2 separate regions of the Gossypium hirsutum genome follow, and region 1 is linked to region 2. The links are chromatin contacts, called in public Hi-C maps. All regions are on one chromosome and are shown on one strand. The core of a region is the stretch at or near the end of the contact, and the rest is flanking DNA. Distances in the headings are between cores, read along the strand shown. Region 1 overlaps LOC121218541 (a long non-coding RNA gene). Region 2 holds the start of LOC121218408.

Region 1 (2,700 bases), core at 96-2,595, 230 kb before region 2:
TAATAATAAAAATATTAATTCATAATACTAATAGCAATAGTCATATCACTATCATAATACCAAAATAAATAAATAAATAAAAATATGTAATAACCACCTAAAAAATGCATAAAAAAAGAATATAAACATCATAAATTTTAAGTGCTAAAAAAAAGTAAGTAAAGGGGTGAAATTAAATAAATGAATGATTAAATGGAAATTTAAATGAAATTTAAAGTATGAATTATATAAATAAATAAAGCAAAAAAAAGGACTAAAATAGAACATACGAAAAGGAACAAGAACCAAATGGGTAGTTATCCCACCCATATTACACGTGTCCTTCCCTCGGAGGGTCAATAGTGGGTCAAGGGACTAAATTGCACAAGAGTAAAATAAAAGGGAAAAAATAGAAATTAAATAATGAATTGTAGGATGAAATTGTAAAATAACAAAAAAGATGGAGGGTCAAATAAGCAATTAGACCCTCCCCTTGAAAACGTACGGATCCTAAGGGAATTTGGTTTGGGTCATTGGGTTGTGTTTAAAACGATGTCATTTTGGGGCCTCTAGAGCCTAGCCAAAACGACATTGCATCCTGGTCCTTATATATACCAAAAAGTTCTAAAAAAAAAATCATTTCTAAACTTATTCTTTTAAAAAAAAACTTTAGGCCCCTTTTTTTCTCTCATCCCTTCCATATCCGGCCCTGGTGTTGGCGAGTCTCAACTGTGGCCATCGATCATCGACAACAGAGACTGCTGCCTCTGATGGCCGAAGATCGCAAAAAAAAGCCTTTTGTCCCTATCTTTTGGGGAATTCGAATTTGGGGTCAAAATCCCTAGCTCCGGTCAAAGTTCAACAACAAAAAAATGGCCCTTTCGGTTTCTAGTCGTCCTCTGACGCGGCCTTAGGCGAACCCCCAAGGGTTTTGCAGCCTTCTAAGCCATAGAAGACTCCGACGACAGTAATAGAGGTAAAAACAAACCTTTCGTATTCTTTTATATATATATGCAATATTCGAAAAAATAAAAAAAGAAAAATACCTTTAAAAAAAACTATTATAGTTTCTTTCTGTATTTCTCTTTCGATTGTCTGTAAAAAGATGCATTTGTTGTTATGGCTTTTATAGCCGAACATATTACAGGATATTCATTTTTATTTTTCCTTTTTTTATTGTTGTTTCTGTTACTGTTTCTGTCTCTTTCTTCTTGCAAGTCGTTATGGTGGTCAACGACAATAGGGAGTCGCACCCTTGCCATTTCAGTGAAATGATGGCAATGGAGGCAATCCTCAGGCAATGTATTCACTGACATGGCCAGAAACAGCGGCGCATAGGGGATCTAGAGTTTTTTGATTAGTTTAGGTTTTTTGGGCTTGGACTTAGGTGTCTTGGGTATTTAGGATTTTGTAAATGGACTTTTGTTAATGGACTCTATTATTTCTATTTATTTATTTTTGTCTGGACCAGATAAAATTGGGTCATTATAACATCTATTAAATAATGAAATATCTAGTTTGAAATTAATATGAAACATATATATTAAGTTGAACAACTAAAAAAGTCATTATGCAATTGAGAGTATGAAATAGTAATAGTCTGCTGCCCTAGCACGCATTGTCTGCCGCCTCTGGCATGAGTTATTAGGTTTTTTGGTTGTTTTCGTTCTGGTGTTTTATTTGTTTCAAATCTTGATGATCGTCAATTTCTGAATATTCCCTCTCTGTTCTCTTGAAGGCGGGCGAGTTCCATCGTTTTTGTACAGATCCTGCAAGTATGGAGACCGGATTAGCAAATCTTTCGATTAATGAAGAAGAAGAAATTTTGATTGTCCAGGAAGAACCATCTACACAAAAAGAAGGAATAGATTATTAGCTTGTGGGTTGCTTTGGGGGAGGATCATCTATTGGTTATGGGAAGGAAAGATTAAGATCCTTTCAAGGAAAAGTAGCTATAGAGTATGACGTGGAAGATGAAACTTTTATTGGGGATGAGGGGAAAAACGGAACAGGGTTGAGATGGAGGACACTACCTTTTTATCATCGGCGACTGCCAAAAGGTCAGCCGACCGGAAGCAATGAAAATCTTAAGTTGGAACGTCCGTGGTTTGGGGAGACAACGGACGGTTAAAAGACTTCGGTATTTACTGAAGATAAATAATCCCCAAATAGTCTTTTTCATGGAGACAAAATTAAGTATAAAATAGTTAGAAATTGTTCGTAGAAGATGTGGTTTCTTACACGGGATTGAAGTTGCAGCTGAGGGTACGAGAGGAGGTTTATGTTTAACATGGAGAACTGACACGGATTTAATACTACGTAGTTTTTCTAAAAGACACATTGATGTGTTAGTTGAAGATAAAGAAAAAGGAGTTAAATGGAGATTTACAGGCTTTTATGGTTCTTCATATGCACAGGACAGAAACGATTCATGTGAAGTTTTGAAGAAATTAGCAGTGGGTGAGGCAATTCCATGGTTGGTGTGTGGCGATTTTAACAAAATCATGTATGGATTCGAGAAGAAATGAGGACTACCTAGAGATGAAAGAAGGATGGAGTTATTCAGGAAAATGCTTGAAGATTGTCACCTATATGATGTGGGTTTTGTGGGCCGCTGGTTCACTTGGGAGAGGGGTAATTTACCAGAGACAAATATTCAAGAACGTCTCGACAGAAGAGTGGCTAACACAGAGTGGATTATGCTGTTTCCTAATGTGAAAG
Region 2 (2,700 bases), core at 56-2,555:
GTGGTCACTGCCCGAACTTCTACTTCTTCAAATGCAGGATTAAAATTTTTTATCATTAAAACCTGCAGGAACCGTGAGCATTTTATCACCCAAATCTCTAACTTCTCAATCAAGAATTCCAGCAGAATTGTCATCAGCAGTATCGGTTTTCCCAGTGTTGGGTTGGATCGCCCCACCTATCAAATGGTCCTTCAAAGGCTCCTTTGGTCCAGGTGCACTGCTGGACCTAGAACTCTGCCCAATCGATAGCCCACTTGTTTTTTACTTGGGCCCTTGTTACGAGTATTGGACCTAGAAATATTCAAAATAGAAGTAGAATTTTTGTTAATTAAAGAACCCACTAACCTTTCCCGAGATCGAACTTCAGATTTCTTTCACCTTGATAATATCTTCCCAAAATCTACATTTACAATTTATTTCCCATTTTTCCATGGCCGAATATCTCTCTTTTTTCCCGAAATTACTCCTTAAAGAATCAACATTGAAAAATAAGGCATGAAATCTCGACCCCGAAAATTTCTCCCCTTCTCCATTCTTTCCAAGTTTGTTCTATTCACGTGAGTTACACTTGGATCTCCTTTCCACCAGCATCCAATGACTGAAATCATCGTTTTAGATCGTCAAGTCTGCATCTGGTCATGGGTTTTTGATTGTCAGAGTATATTCTTCTGATATGTTCCCTGTTGCTTGTATATGCGGATAACCATTCTTGGAGTGGCTATACTGTCCACACGAGAAGAAGAAAATCAATAAGCTTTTGTACTCAAATCATTAAAGATTTCCATTGATGAGGACTTGTGAGATAAGAGGTTTCTCCAGATTGATAAAAATAACCATTCGCACGTATCGACCCCTTATTTGGTTGTCTGTATTAAAATCCAATTTGGTAACCTTCCCCACCATTCCCCCAAGTTCCCTAATACCTCTTTTTTATAGAGATGGCTAGGCAACCCTAGGAGTCTAATCCAAGCCAGGACATTACTAGGATAGGGACTTGTTGAATTGAATCAATAGTACAAGGTTGAACCGTCAAGTATTGCCCGAAGATAATCCATGGTCCTTGTGATAAAACCTTCTCATAATCTTTAGAATTTTGGAATTTTGCTAAATGTTAAACAGTTAATAAGGTAGTTAGTTTGGTAGAAAGCCTGTTAAGCAGTTCATTAAGCAGGTGGTTCTCATGTGTAAATAAAACCTCAAGAATGTATTGATTAAGATTAGAGAATAAAGACTAAAGAATTCTTCTATATTTGTTACATGGTATCAGTTGCTTAGTCTTGGTACGTGCTTCTGTTGTTGCGATTATGGCACCATCAGCCGATTCTAATTTCGTTGATCCTATGAGTTCTGCGTTTTTCGGTCAATGTTTGGTTCAATCCTTCCCTCATCATGACATGATGAAGTTAGAGGGCAATAACTTTGTTCAATGGCAGCAACATATCAGACTGATAGTTGAGGGATATGAGCTGTAAAATTTTTTGGAAGGAATTTTGTCTGCTTCGTCTTAGTTTCTTGCGTCTTTAGAAGGTACGTTAGTTCCAAACCCAGAGGCAGTTATGTTCAATCAATAGGATAAGCTATTGACTTCTTGGCTCCTAAGCACGATTAGCTCATCACTTTTATCATGCTTTACCTCTGCTCAGTCTGCTTGTGATGGCTGGAACATTACAAATCGCCTTTTTGCTGCGTCAACCAGTGTGAAAATCTCTCGCATCAAACATGATCTTCATTCCCTAAAAAAAGGTGAGTTAATTATGACAGTATATATTTCAAGAATAGAGAATACCTGTGCTTTACTTGTAGACTTGGATCGGTGATATCAGATGCTGAAAATGTGGAAGTTGTTTTGGCTGGGCTCCTATCAGATTTTGATGTCCTACTAACATTGGCTTCTTTCTCACCAGAGCCCCTTCCTTTTAGCCGTTTGGTTAATGTACTCCTGGAATTTGGAAGCCGTCAGGTGCGGGCTGTGCGTGAGATTCCCATTCAAGCTAACCATGTTGTGGCATCTGATGTCACTGCAGTTGTTGATTCTGGTTCGGGCGAAGGTCGAACGACAGTGGGTCTACGAGGGCGTGGCTCCTGGTCGCGCATGCAGTGCCAGATTTACAATCGATTTGGCCACATAGTGCAACGATGCTTCTATCGTTTTAATCGGTCTTATGATGGTCCAAATACCTCCACCATGCTGAGGTTTTCACCGTCCGTGTATAATCGACAAGAAAAGGTTAGAGCGTCGCAAGCTAGGTTTTTTTGTGATAGAATGAAGTTGGTTTTGCAGGGGATTCAAATGGGCAGTGGTCTATTAGCCCGTCTGGGTGTTATGAAAGGCATAGGCCGCATTATGCAGGCCAATCTGCTGGGCAGTATCGTAGGTCAGATTCTCGTCAGAATTTTGGGCCGATTCATGGGCAACAGCATAGTTAGTTCTTTGGGCGGCAAACTGGGCACTATTTTGGGCCAACTAACAACCAGTATTTTAGGCCTGTTAATTGGAAACATAATGTGCATCAGTTTGGGTTGCATGCAGGTCAGCATATTGGGCCTCTTGATGAGCAGATTAATGGGCCGAATAATGTACCTATCAATGGGCTTAATACTAATTTTGTTGGTGGACAGTTTAATGGGCCTAATGCTAATTTTGTTGATGTTGAGGGTTCTATGCAAAAAAAACGCTAATCTGTTGGTGTCTCGTGGCAG

What was found. A called contact is a pair of places that touch in the nucleus more often than the background predicts.
Region 1: a Hi-C map of leaf shows a contact between it and region 2, with 2.8 times the contacts expected there. The contact joins the enhancer-like site here to the promoter of LOC121218408 in region 2. A contact is called at or near these places in 15 of 34 Hi-C or Micro-C datasets (callus, fibers, hypocotyl and 3 more).

The regions. Positions count from the first base shown.
Region 1 is chrD06:41,515,901-41,518,600 of Gossypium_hirsutum_v2.1, reverse strand. LOC121218541 (a long non-coding RNA gene) reads right to left here. Exons shown (of 2, transcript XR_005914922.1): 2 at 2,582-2,700. Among protein-coding and RNA genes, the nearest start is that of LOC121218541, 3.8 kb to the right of the region's middle. Within about 2 kb of position 1,345, at least 8 of the 9 cell types and tissues checked have an H3K27ac peak or open chromatin away from gene starts, as enhancers often do. A contact at or near this core is called in fibers and leaf, where this site is marked.
Region 2 is chrD06:41,290,366-41,293,065 of Gossypium_hirsutum_v2.1, reverse strand. It overlaps LOC121218408, which reads left to right and starts at 1,305. Exons shown (of 3, transcript XM_041095582.1): 1 at 1,305-1,451; 2 at 1,572-1,743; 3 at 1,905-2,700. The coding sequence starts at 1,305.